Regions from separate parts of the Mus musculus genome. Here region 2 is linked to region 1. A link is a contact called in public promoter capture Hi-C data. All regions are on one chromosome and are shown on one strand. The core of a region is the stretch at or near the end of the contact, and the rest is flanking DNA. Distances in the headings are between cores, read along the strand shown. Region 1 holds the start of Ang2 (angiogenin, ribonuclease A family, member 2). Region 2 holds the start of Ang4 (angiogenin, ribonuclease A family, member 4).

What was found. Promoter capture Hi-C pulls out the DNA fragments that hold promoters and counts their contacts.
Region 2: a promoter capture Hi-C map of embryonic stem cells shows a contact between it and region 1, with 49 times the contacts expected there. The contact joins the promoter of Ang4 here to the promoter of Ang2 in region 1. A contact is called at or near these places in 2 of 39 promoter capture datasets (both in embryonic stem cells) and 3 of 9 other capture datasets (adipose tissue, liver and pancreatic islet).

Annotation. Positions count from the first base shown.
Region 1 is chr14:51,191,369-51,197,807 of GRCm38.p6, reverse strand. It overlaps Ang2 (angiogenin, ribonuclease A family, member 2), which reads left to right and starts at 1,885. Exons shown (of 1, transcript NM_007449.2): 1 at 1,885-2,322. The coding sequence starts at 1,885. The coding sequence ends at 2,322.
Region 2 is chr14:51,770,061-51,776,707 of GRCm38.p6, reverse strand. It overlaps Ang4 (angiogenin, ribonuclease A family, member 4), which reads left to right and starts at 3,118. Exons shown (of 2, transcript NM_177544.4): 1 at 3,118-3,196.

The DNA.
Region 1 (6,439 bases), core at 636-3,135:
GAGGCTTGAGTGGAAAGTGTAAGGCAGCCCTCCCACGCCAGCCTTACCAGAGAATAGGTGGAAATCTGGCGGGGTGTGGGTCTTCCCCTTTCCCCTCTTCCCCAAGGCCCCCCTCTTTTAGTTTCCTACACCCCACCTGGGGATCCATTCCATAAACAACAACCCAACCCAGACACTACTGCAGATGCCAACAAGAATTTGTTGACAGGAGACTGATATATCTGTCTCATGAGAGGCTCTGCCAGTGCCTGGCAAATACAGAAGTGGATGATCACAGTCATCCAATGGATGGAGCACTGGGTCTCCCATGAAGAAGCTAGAGAAATACCCAGGAAGCTGAAAGGGTTTGTGGCAGTATAGGAGGAACAACAATATGAACTAACCAGTACTCCCAGAGCTTCCTGCAACTAAACCATCAACCAAAGAAAACACATAGACTCGTGGCTCTAGCTGCATATGCAGCAGAGGATGGCCTAGTCTGTCATCAGTAGCAGGAGAGGCCCTTGGTCTTGTGAAGGCTCCATGTCCCAGTATAGGGGAATTCCAGGGAAAGAAAGGTTGGGGAGAAGGGGGGCTGCAGGGGATAAAGGATTTTCAGTGAGAATACTAGGAAAGGGGATAACATTGGAAATGTAAATAAAGAAAATATCCAATAAAAATAAATAATAACAACAATAAGGTCCATAAGAAGGTCAAACTCCAGCAGAAGACACCTTGGTCCTATGGCCTGTGATTGGTGGATGTGTGTGGTGCAGGGTAAGCTGAGAACTCTGGGGAGGTGATGGTAGGAATCTTCTCTCTTCTCCTCTTCAGAAAGATCTTACAAGGCATTTTAAGTCCCTTGCCTTAATAAAGAGATCTCTGTTTTATTTTGTTTTGTTTTGTTTTGTTTTGTGTTTTGTTTTGTTTTGTTTTACCCACACTATAAGATAGTGTGCCTATGCTAACAGTACTGCAAATGTAGGAGACACTAGAAAATATTCTCTCAGATCATCCAAAGAGCCTCTGACATAGACCAACCTGAAGATGAAACTTGAGTTCCCCATTTTGCTCTGTAAGTGTCTCTTCTAGACCCACCTCAGGTACCACACAACGTGTTCCATTCTCCCTATGCACTGCATAACAACTCTGCCCTCTGGGAGAAGTAGACCTGCACCCTTCATCCCAAGGTGATCTTCTCTACAGCTTTCATCATTAATGTGGAACTGAGCGACTGCCTGGAATCCCATCTCAATAGCCTTGTGGCATGGGCTGTCCTGTGTTCTCGATCCCACAAGTCATTCTTCATGGCTCTCAGCCCTTGCGTTATCATCCATCTTGCCTCAGGAACCCCCATGCCTCCCCAATGGATGCCACATTTCTGTTCTGTGTTTTTCTGCCTTTCTTTCTTCTTCCTTGACCACCCCCTTCTCTCCCCCAAAAAAACCTAAGGTCTTGTACATTATCCAGGTAGGGGGGAACTCTAAGATTCAAGCAATCCTTCTGTCTCTATTTCCTAAGTAGCTGGACCTTACTGACACATACTGCACCTGTCCTTGGTATATCTTAAAGGTCTTTGTGCCCTAGGATCTAGCACAGTTTCTGGGCCCAGTAGGAACTTGGGTAATCTTTGTTATAAAGTTAAGTAATAGGTGAATTAAGAATATAAATAGATTTTGTTATACTACGGATGGTGGTGAACCTAAGGAATAGAGAAAGATGGCTGCGCCATGGAGTCTGTTAGGAAGGCCAAGGCCTAGATGGAATTAGGTAGCTGAGAACACTGCTTTATCATGCTCTTTCAGAAAGGGAAGTCTCCACCCACTTAGTCTAAATTAGAATGTAGTTCTATGGCCTGACCACTCCTGCTTTTTTTGCCCTTGGCAGGAATCTCTGTTGGAAGAGATGGCGATGAGCCCAGGTCCTTTGTTCTTGGTCTTCCTGTTGGGTCTGGTTGTGATCCCTCCCACTCTGTCTCAGGATGACTCCAGGTACACAAAATTCCTGACTCAGCACTATGATGCCAAGCCAAAAGGCCGGGACGACAGATACTGCGAAAGTATGATGGTGAAAAGAAAGCTAACCTCTTTCTGCAAAGATGTCAACACCTTTATCCATGACACCAAGAACAACATCAAGGCCATCTGTGGAAAGAAAGGAAGCCCTTATGGACGAAATTTAAGAATAAGCAAGTCTCACTTCCAGGTCACCACTTGCACACACAAAGGAAGGTCTCCCCGGCCTCCATGCAGGTACCGAGCCTCTAAAGGGTTCAGATATATTATTATTGGCTGTGAGAATGGCTGGCCTGTCCACTTTGATGAGTCTTTTATCAGTCCATAGACAGCAGACCCCTGGCACAGGCCTAGCTCTCTTTTCTTTTTATCTCCCCTCACAGCCAAAATCACTGTTTTAACGTTCACTGTCACGAGCCAGAAAATGAATTATCTGAAATATACTTCTCCTGATTTATAATGCACAAAAATAAAGATATCTCAAAAACCATTAAGAGTCAGTCTGGAAGATCTCTAGTTCCCAGTAAATTTAGCTTTTCCTGTTTTCTCTCCTTGCTGTACCCCAGGGGAAAGGGGCTGGAACACAGAGAGATATTCTTCGTTACCTGCTAGTCAGGGGGAAGGTAGATTTCATCTTTTTATGGTGCTGTGGATGCTAAATTGATTTACAGACAGGACAGGGAATTTTCAAAAGAACCAAGTTGTCTATTAAGTAATAGGTCACTAAAGGAGCCCTTTGGAAAGGAGTTTAGGATCAAGAGCCAGCACACCAAGGATATCCCCCTGCCTTCTACTCCTGTACTGATGCTGTCATCCTCAGCAACCTAATGTACCCCCTTAATTTTTTGAAGGACCTAAACTCTGGCCAAACCTGATTCATAGTTTCACACAGAAAAAAAAATCGATACCAGCCTTCATGAAGCAGAGTTGGAGACTTTTATCAGTGATAATTCTGACATGGGCTGTCAACAAAAAGGTTGTGAGAGAGGCAGTTAGGGAGCGAGGCATACCCAAGTGTGGGTATGGGCTCCCCAACAGAGAGTAATACATAGTTACCTTCATATTGGTCATATGTACAATGCCTCTCAAGCCACACCTTAAAAGGTCGAAAGGACATCCTCCTTTCTTCTTTCTCTCTGTTTAGAGTATTACTTATTTTATGTGCATTCTGTTTTACTATATGTGTTTTGTCTTCATGTATGTATGGGCACCACATGTGTGTCTGGGGCCCAGGGAGGTCAGAAGAGGTGGTGGGTCCCCTGGAACTAGAGTTACAGATGATCATGGTGAATGCTGGGGTCCAAACCTAGGTCCTCTGCAAGAACAGCAAGTGTTCCTAAGTGCTGAGCCACCTCATGACCCCTTTTTATCTTTTGATAGGTGGGATCATAGGGTGGCTCAGGGAGTGTCTTGGTTACAATTATAATTTGCAAAGGTAGAATCAAGGGCCACCAGAATTTCATAAGGGGGTTAGTACACATCTTTTTGAAAAGAAGGTTTTGTCTTCATTCTTGAAAAATGCAGGCTTATTACTGGCAAGGGGTGAAGGCCTTAAGCAGTTGTTCATTATGATGAAATATTTCCTTTCCAGATTGCCAAGTAAGGGGTTTCTTCCCCTTCTCAGAGCCCCTCAAATTTCCCTTTTTATCCATTGAGTGTATCGCTCTGGTCTTAAGCAAGCATTAGTTCTCATGGGATACTCCCAAGACATTCGTCATAGCTATTTTATTTAAAATTTTAAAACTTGTCTATTTTATGTTATTCTCTCATTAATTTTTAGTTTATCAAGTGCTATTTGACAACTGTGTGGTTTTATGGAAGTTATAGAAAGATTATTTCCTTTCCGTTCTTCAACCAAATTTGATTCAAGTATAAAACCTTGCTGGATACTGTCAGATGCACAGGCTCAGTAGGTAATACCCTGTTAGCAAAGATTTATGAACACATGCCTAGGTATTTTATTTAGAAAACAATTGCTAGAGGCAAAAACACAAAAGCCCCGCTTTTCCTGTGCTCAAGCCATAGCCAGTACCTGAGTGAGCCCAGCCTTCCTGAGTATTCAGATTTAGGAAGGGTTTGAGAAGTGGGCTGCGGGTCTGTGCTCAGCATAGGAAGAGCCATCTTTACTTCAGAAAACAGGTAGAGGTTTTCAAATGCTCCTAATTAGAAAAGTTTCCCTAAGATGCTTGACACCAAGACCGATGTACCAAGTTTTATCTGGGGAATCACATGGTAGAAGGAGACAATTTAATCCTACAAATCAATCATCAATCAATCATTAATCAATCAATCACATGAGTGGATGGGGCAGCAATTTGAATTCAGTCCTGGTATTTTCTTCTTTTTTTAATTAGGTATTTTATTCATTTTCATTTCCAGTGCTATCCCAAAAGACCCCCATGCCCTCCCCCCCCACTCCCCTACCCACCCACTACCACTTCTTGGCCCTGGCATTCCCCTGTACTGAGGCATATAAAGTTTGCATGACCAATGGGCCTCTCTTTCCACTGATGGCCGACTAGGCCATCTTCTGATACATATGCAGCTAGAGACATGAGCTCTGGGGGTACTGGTTAGATCAGTTTGTTGTTCCACCTATAGGGTTGCAGATCCCTTCAGCTCCTTGGGTACTTTCTCTAGCTCCTCCATTGGGGGCCCTGTGATCCATCCAATAGCTGACTGTGAGCATCCACTTCTGTGTTTGCTAGGCCCCGGCATAGTCTCACAAGAGACAGCTATATCAGAGTCCTTTCAGCAAAATTTTGCTAGTGTGTGCAATGGTGTCAGCATTTGGAGGCTGATTATAGGATGGATCACCGGATATGGCAGTCTCTAGATGGTCCATCCTTTTGTCTCAGCTCCAAACTTTGTCTCTGTAACTCCTTCCATGGGTGTTTTGTTCCCAATTCTAAGAAGGGGCAAAGTGTCCACACTTTGGTCTTCATTCTTCTTGAGTTTCATGTGTTTCATAAATTGTATCTGATATCTTGGGTATAATAAGTTTCTGGGCTAATATCCACTTATCAGTGAGTACATATCCTGTGAGTTCTTTTGTGATTGGGTGACCTCACTCAGGTTGAGCCCTCCAGGTCCATCCATTTGCCTAGGAATTTCATAAATTCATTCTTTTTAATAGTTAAGTAGTACTCCATTGTGTAAATGTACCACATTTTCTGTATCCATTCCTCTGTTGAGGGGCATCTGGGTTCTTTCCAGCTTCTGGCTATTATAAATAAGGCTGCTATGAACATAGTGGAGCATGTGTCCTTCTTACCAGTTGGAACATCTTCTGGATATGTATCCAGGAGAAATATTGCGGAATCCTCCGGTAGGACTATGTCCAATTTTCTGAGGAACAGCCAGACTGATTTCCAGAGTGGTTGTACAAGCTTGCAATCCCACCAACAATAGAGGAGTGTTCCTCTGTCTCCACATCATTGCCAGCATCTGCTGTCACCTGAATTTTTGTTCTTAGCCATTCTGACTGGTGTGAGATGGAATCTCAGGGTTGTTTTGATTTGCATTTCCCTGATGATTAAGGATGTTGAACATTTTTTCAGGTGCTTCTCAGCCATTTGGTATTCCTCAGGTGAGAATTCTTTGCTTAGCTCTGAGCCCCATTTTTAATGGGGTTATTTGATTTTCTGGAGTCCACCTTCTTGACTTCTTTATATGTATTGGATATGAGTCCCCTATCTGATTTAGGATAGGTAAAGATTCTTGCCCAATCTATTGGTGGCCTTTTTGACTTATTGAGTGTGTCTTTTGCCTTGCAGAGGCTTTGCGATTTTATGAGGTCCCATTTGTTGATTCTCGATCTTACAGCACAAGCCATTGCTGTTCTATTCAGGAATTTTTCCCCTGTACCCATGTCTTTGAGGCTTTTCCCTACTTTGTCCTCTATAAGTTTCAGTGTCTCTGGTTTTATGTGGAGTCCCTTAATCCACTTAGATTTGACCTTAGTACAAGGAGATAGGAATGGATCAATTCGCATTCTTCTACATAATAACTGCCAGTTGTGCCAGCACCATTTATTGAAAATGCTGTCTTTTTTCCACTGGATGGTTTTTGCTCCCTTGTCAAAGTTCAAGTGACCATAGTGTGTGGGTTCATTTCTGGGTCTTCAATTCTATTCCATTGGTCTACTTGTCTGTCGCTATACCAGTACCATGCAGTTTTTATCACTATTTCTCTGTAGTACAGCTTTAGGTCAGGCATGACCAGATGTTCTTTTATCCTTGAGAAGAGTTTTTGCTAATGCTCGCATCTATGGCTCCAGATTTTTTTCCTAGGGTCTCTATCTCCAGTTTTGCCTCACTTTGTGTTTTCTTTATTGTGTCTACTTCCCTTTTTAGGTATAGTATGGTTGTGTTCATTTCCATCACCTGTTTGGATGTGCTTTCCTTTTTTTCTTTAAGGACTTCTACCTGTTTGGTTGTGTTTTT
Region 2 (6,647 bases), core at 1,869-4,368, 580 kb before region 1:
CAGTGAGTACATATTGTGCGAGTTCCTTTGTGATTGGGTTACCTCACTCAGGATGATGCCCTCCAGGTCCATCCATCTGCCTAGGAATTTCATAAATTCAATTTTTAAATAGCTGAGTAGTATTCCATTGTGTATATGTAACACATTTTCTGTATCCATTCCTCTGTTGAGGGGCATCTGGGTTCAAGTGTTTGTTTTTTAAAGATGTTACACTCCTAGAGTCTACTCTGTGGTCAGGAACAAAAGCTCATTGGTGAAGGCAAATCAGCTGATTTTAGAACTTTTTGCAGGCAAGAGTAGAACACTTTAGGGTGCATTGGAACACCCTGATAACCTCATCATACCCCAGAAGAAGTATCAGCCAGCTCCCATATCTCCTATAAACTTAGCAATCAAGTTTATTTAATAACTGCTACCAAATCTTGCATCTCTGAACCTTTAAAGAGAAGCCCAGAATGTTTTTTGTGGTTAGAGGCTCTAGATCAATTGATGAGGACTTATGTGTCAGTCACTGAGAATATAGAAATGAGTAAGCAAATATTCTTCTCTGGAAAGGATCCACCCTATGGAGAGACATTGAGGTTAACGAACCCAAAGGAATGTTGACAGCCCATTTATTCAGTTACACCAACAGAAATAAATCCATATTTATCCTATCTATATTTTGGGTCCTTTATACCAGTGTAGTCTTCCCCAAGTGTTCCCAAGTCCGGGTGTGAACATGTCTGCAACTCAGTGCCCCAAAGCTGCCTGCTTGCATCTTTGCTGCTTTCTGAGGGTTCCCTATTCCTTCCACACAGAGGACCAGCCTTGCTGAGGGAGTTTGAAGATGCTCGAGTGCTGTATTCCTCCTCCTGCTACAGTGAGTCAACTGATGCTCTAGTTCATGTGCCCAGACTCACCTCAGACATCCCCAGCATGGTTCCCACAGTGAGAGATGCTTTGCCCCTGCCTCCACCTTTACTCCTCTGACAACCTGTAGGTCTTTTTTTTCCTTCCTCTTTTGCTTTTAGAAATTAGTACAGCTTAAATTGTAAGACCCCCGAAGCTGGGCCTCTGCTCAAGTCCCGGGATGAGCTGTCCAGCAGTCCAATAACTCGAGAGAAAACCACACCTGATGCAAACTGCAAGAGGCTTTATTATCAGCTAGCTGAGGATGAACTCCTTCAGCTGTGCAGGGCAGGGGAGTTCGACCCTAAGCAGTAACAGTAGGGGGCTTTTAACAGCTAGCTGAGGAATTGGGAGGAGTTGGGAATAGTTGGGAAGAGAGTTGGGAAGAGAGTTGGGAAGAGTTGGGCTATAGCTCTTCTCTGCCAGGTGTCCTTGGTAAAATTACAAGGAATGAGGAGTGGGGAGTGAGTTATAGCTCTTCTTTGTGAATTTTTTCTCAGCCTGTTTATTCTTTGTGTAGAGAAAGGCCATTGACTTGTTTGAGTTTATTTTATATCCAGCTACTTCACCGAAGCTGTTTATCAGGCTTAGGAGTTCTCTGGTGGAATTTTTAGGGTCACTTATATATACTATCATATCATCTGCAAAAAGTGATATTTTGACTTCTTCCTTTCCAATTTGTATCCCCTTTTGTTTTCTAATTGCTCTGGCTAGGACTTCAAGTACAATGTTGAATAGGTAGGGCGAGAGTGGACAGCCTTGTCTAGTCCCTGATTTTAGTGGGATTGCTTCCAGCTTCTCACCATTTACTTTGATGTTGGCTATTGGTTTGCTGTAGATTGCTTTTATCATATTTAGGTATGGGCCTTGAATTCCTGATCTTTCCAAGACTTTTATAATGAATGGATGTTGGATTTTGTCAAAAGCTTTCTCAGCATCTAACGAGATGATCATGTGGTTTTTGTCTTTGAGTTTGTTTATATACTGGATTACATTGATGGATTTCCGTATATTGAACCATCCCTGCATCCCTGGGATGAAACCTACTTGGTCAGGATGGATAATTGTTTTGATGTGTTCTTGGATTCGGTTAGCAAGAACTTTATTGAGTATTTTTGCATCGATATTCATAAGGGAAATTGGTCTGAAGTTCTCTATCTTTGTTGGGTCTTTTTGTGGTTTAGGTATCAGAGTGAATTTTTATCTCCGTGTCCTTGGCACAGGGAGCCAGGCAAGTGCCTGGCTAGGTCTTTTTACAATTATCGCATCTCTGGTTGTCAGGCACAGAAACAAACAAACAAACAAACAAACAAAGGCTTTTTGCTGGCTATAGAGAGCAAAGAGCTTCTTTCTGGCTGTATCCCCAGAGATGGGGGAAAACAGGCTTGGGGGGACGTTCATGGGCTTTACCTTCCAGGGAGAAATGCTCTAAGTTGGGGTCTCACAAAATCACATGCAAATATCTATACAATGATGAAGGAAAATCTAGAAATTGACAAAGAGCTAAAATAATGCAATCATGCCCTAGATATAAGATAAACGTATAACAATTTTTAAAATTGCATATATATATATATATATATGTATATATATATATATATATATATATATATATGTCTGTGTACCACGCATATGCAATGCCTGGGGAGGCCAGACCAAGGCATCACTACAGATGGTGGTGAACTGCCATGTGGGTCTGAGAACTGAGCCTGAGTAAGTGCCCGCAACCACTGAGCTATCTGTCCAGCCCTGAAGATGTATATGTTAGAACAATTCTCATAGACTTCTTCACTTCCCTGCTGTGTAGTGTCTGGGTATTCGAAGTCTGACCCCGTGGCTTGTCTACTGTTCGATCTTGGCATTTCCTCATAAGCAGAGCAGACATGCATAATTCCTTCTGTACATGGTCCCCATAATGCTTAGATGTAGACAGCTGGTTTTACAACTGTGCTTTAAAGAACAGGAGTTTGAGTAGCCATATTTTTTTCCTGCAGATGGATGGAGGGAAGAGGAACTCAGGAAGTACTCATTCTCTTCCCTGAAAAAAATGTGTGGTCCACCAGGTGGTTACTATCTGTCCCAGGCATGCTCAGGGAAAGGTGAGTGACTCATTCTTTGTCCGTGATTAGTGTCCTTGGTTTACAAGTCTCTGCCAAAGTAGAGATACATAGGTTTCCCCACCCCGTCACACGAGCACTATATATTACCAGCCTGTGAGGAGTCTCTAGCTTGACACCGAAGGACCCTGTCTCCAGGAGCACACAGCTAGACTCGTCCCCAGTTGGAGGAAAGCTGGCCAGCTTTGGTAAGATTCTTCCTTGTGGGTGTTCAACTCTCTGCTTCTTTTCCTCTGTGCTCTTTCTAGCAGTTCATCTATTTTAGTGAAACCGATTATCCCCCCTTACGCTTTCTGGACCCAAACTCTCGCATTAAAAAGAAAAAAATTGAGAGTCAAAATTTAAAATGAAAACAGGTTCCTTTGGTGTGGTTTGTATCTGGGAAGCAATTAATGGGATTTTGAGCAAGGAGATGGAGATATAGGAGGGTTTCTTCAATTGTGATTAAAAGCCCCCAGACGCTTAGGAAGCCATTTGCAGAAGGGCATGTGACCTGCCGTGTTTTCTTCCATAACAAGCATATGGCTTGGCAGGAATAATAAGAAAAACCCCAAGTCTGGTGATGGTGGCCCACACCTTTAATCTCAGCACTGGGGTGGTAGAGGCAGGCAGATCTCTGAAGTCAAGGCCAGCCTGGTCTACAGAGTGAGTTCCAGTACATCCAGGGCTACACAGAGAAACCCTGTCTCCAAAAAGAAAAAGAAAACCCCAAGCCAGGAAGTGTTTTCAGCAGTACTTTCTCCTTGCTTCTTTCCTTAAAAAAATTATGGATGCTCTTTAAAAACAAAGTAGAACATGAACCAAGATCATAAGATGGTAGGTTGACGGAAGTAAGGAGGAGAGAGGAGGAGGAAGACCAGGCATCAGGTGTTCCATCAGCTGGACTGTTGAGAGGATACACAGAGAATACACAAAGTAGCAAGAGTATACCTAGGAAAAGGGTGTTTATCACATTGCCACCCCTGATGCAGGTAGTTTGCTATACATGTATAGGCTACAAAGCACTGCCAACCCAGAGAAACAGAGGAGGTCCATTCCTGTGAGCACTACCTGGTTAAGAATGGGTAAACTGAGTCTGCACAAGAGTTGGAACTATTCCACTGCAGAAATACGAATGACAGTCATTGTGTAGGTGACTAAGGTTCAGCACCTTTAGCCATGGCAGATTTACATCTGCACTCCCTAACAATAACACTCTTGCTTGTTTTCTCACAGTTATACCTTGCCTGGCTTTGAGGGGAGTTTTAGAGTTAAACACACAGTGAGACAGTTTCAAGGGAGTGGACAGTAGACACTGGTGGTTGAGGTGTCCTGCTGGAAGTTGCTTCCTGGGTGTTTTAGAGAAACCATTATGAGAGACTGCATTGGGTGGGTTGGTAAAAATTAATGTGGAATTTCTGCAAATTAGAAGCAAGTAACCCCTTTTCTGCCCACATAGGCCTGAGAGTTTCCAAAGCCTAAATAGCAAGTATCTTTTTAGGATGAAGACCCCCCCTATGTAGTGTTCATGGTACAGAGCCTTGCCTTACGCAGAGATACTTCAGGGAAGATGTGTTTCAGTGAAACTGGACCAAGGTCACCCCATCACTGATATCTATCAGTTGCTACCTTCTACCATCAACTGAGATTATCTAAATTTGCTGCTGCAATTCCAGTGTTGCTAGATGAAACCGGTAAAGAATCCATTAGTTTAGTAAGAACCACAGACTTTCAAAGCTGGAACCCCCTCTCATTTATGGATGGTAAAGCATAGGCCTAAAGAGAAACAGGAAGGTAACTACCAGAGAGATATTGAGAGTCTGCTGTGAAGCCAGCACTATGATTCAAGGTAAAGAATACAGATCCCTCTCGGCTGTAGATTATAGAGCAGCAGGAAGTATGGATAGATAAATGGTTGTTTCCCTAAGATCACATGGTGTGTTTGGAAAGAGCAGTCACGATAGCTGGTAACTGCTTGCTTTATGGTATCCATAGCATTTGGATCCTCCACATTATTGCTTTTGCTTTGGTGTCCTAAATACCCAGAACCTGGCAACTTTAGGCACTCTGACTGAGCCTACCAATACCCATTCCCCACAATCTGGGTTTTAAGTATAGGTTGGCATCTTCACAAGAGCCAACAGTCCTGCTACTGAATGGCAACATCCCTATCCACTGCTGCCACCTGCTGATCCTTTTGAGTATTACCAGCTCTTGTTATTTTTTTTTTTTATTTTTTTATTTTTTTTGTTGTTTAGGTTGGAGGTAGCCAGGCTAGTCCCAAAACATGACCCAGTCCTCCTTGCCTGCTCTGAGATTGCAGGCATGATTGCAGCATCACACCCAGATCTTCCTCATTTTAAAAGAGAAATTACATCCAAGAAAGAGCATCCCAAGACAAACATAAAGAGCTCAGCAAGTGGGTGTCATGGCGCCCGGCAGCTCTGGTGAAGTAGTCGACACAAGTAAATGCTGGTAACTCTTTAGGGGTGGTCGTGCCTTCTGCACGTGTGCACCATCTCTTCTCAATAAACGAAACAACAAACAAAAAAACCACACACATTTGATTCTGTTACAGATCATAATCTGCTATTCTTTATGGAAGTTTGTTATTTTAGCGCTGTGAAATGACCAAGAATTTGGTGTTCTTTATAGCCTTATACTGAGTCTTTGGTTATCATGAAATAGAAACGGTGGGCTAGAGTGAGATGCTAATTAGAAGGGCAGTTCACTTCCCACTCCATCACCCATCTTACACATGCTCAGTAGAGCCTTCAACCCCTGACCTCCTAGATTCCAAGCTATACTCCTGACTCTGCACTACTGAGCAGATTATAGGCTGAGGTCCAGGACCTCAGCCTTCTACACACATCACATACAAGCACACACACACACACACACACACACACACACACACACACACACACACACACACACTCGCACATGCACATACACCCAAACACACATGCATGTACACACCCGCACATGCACATACATGCACACACACCCACACATGCACATATGTGCACATGCTCACACACACACACACACAGTAAAAGTAAAAGTGTTCAGACCTACGCATGAGGGAAACACAAAATAAAATTAATGGTTAACTTAATGCAGCTGAGAAACAAAATGCAGGGTACAAACAAAATAAAACTTACTTGGAGCTGATTTTCTCTTTAACTGACATTCCCTTAGGCTGGCTGAAGATGCAACATTCCTTGCATTTATTTATTTACGACAAGGTCTCCTGTATCCCAGGCTGTCCTTGATTTGGCTATAGAGACCAAGATGATCTTGAACTTCCAATTCTTCTGGCTCCACCTCCCTAGAACCACATAAACTAGGTGTGGTAGTTCTTAAGGAAGATCAAGAGTTTGGGCCCAGCCTGGGCTACATAGCAAGACCCTGTCTCAAAGTAAAACAAAACAACAAAAAAATCAAAACATAAAAGTTGATTTCTCCTGCTAAGTGTGGGGGCACTCATGGTCATCTGATATGATGGGGTTCTGTGTGGAGGTGCAGGTTTGTGTGTTTCTCAGAAGCCGTGTACCATGTACCATGTTTTCTGGGACCTGAACCTCACCAATTACAATGCTGGCTGGTAGGGATCCTCGTGTTTCTACCTCCACAGCACCAGGAATACAAGTGCTTGTC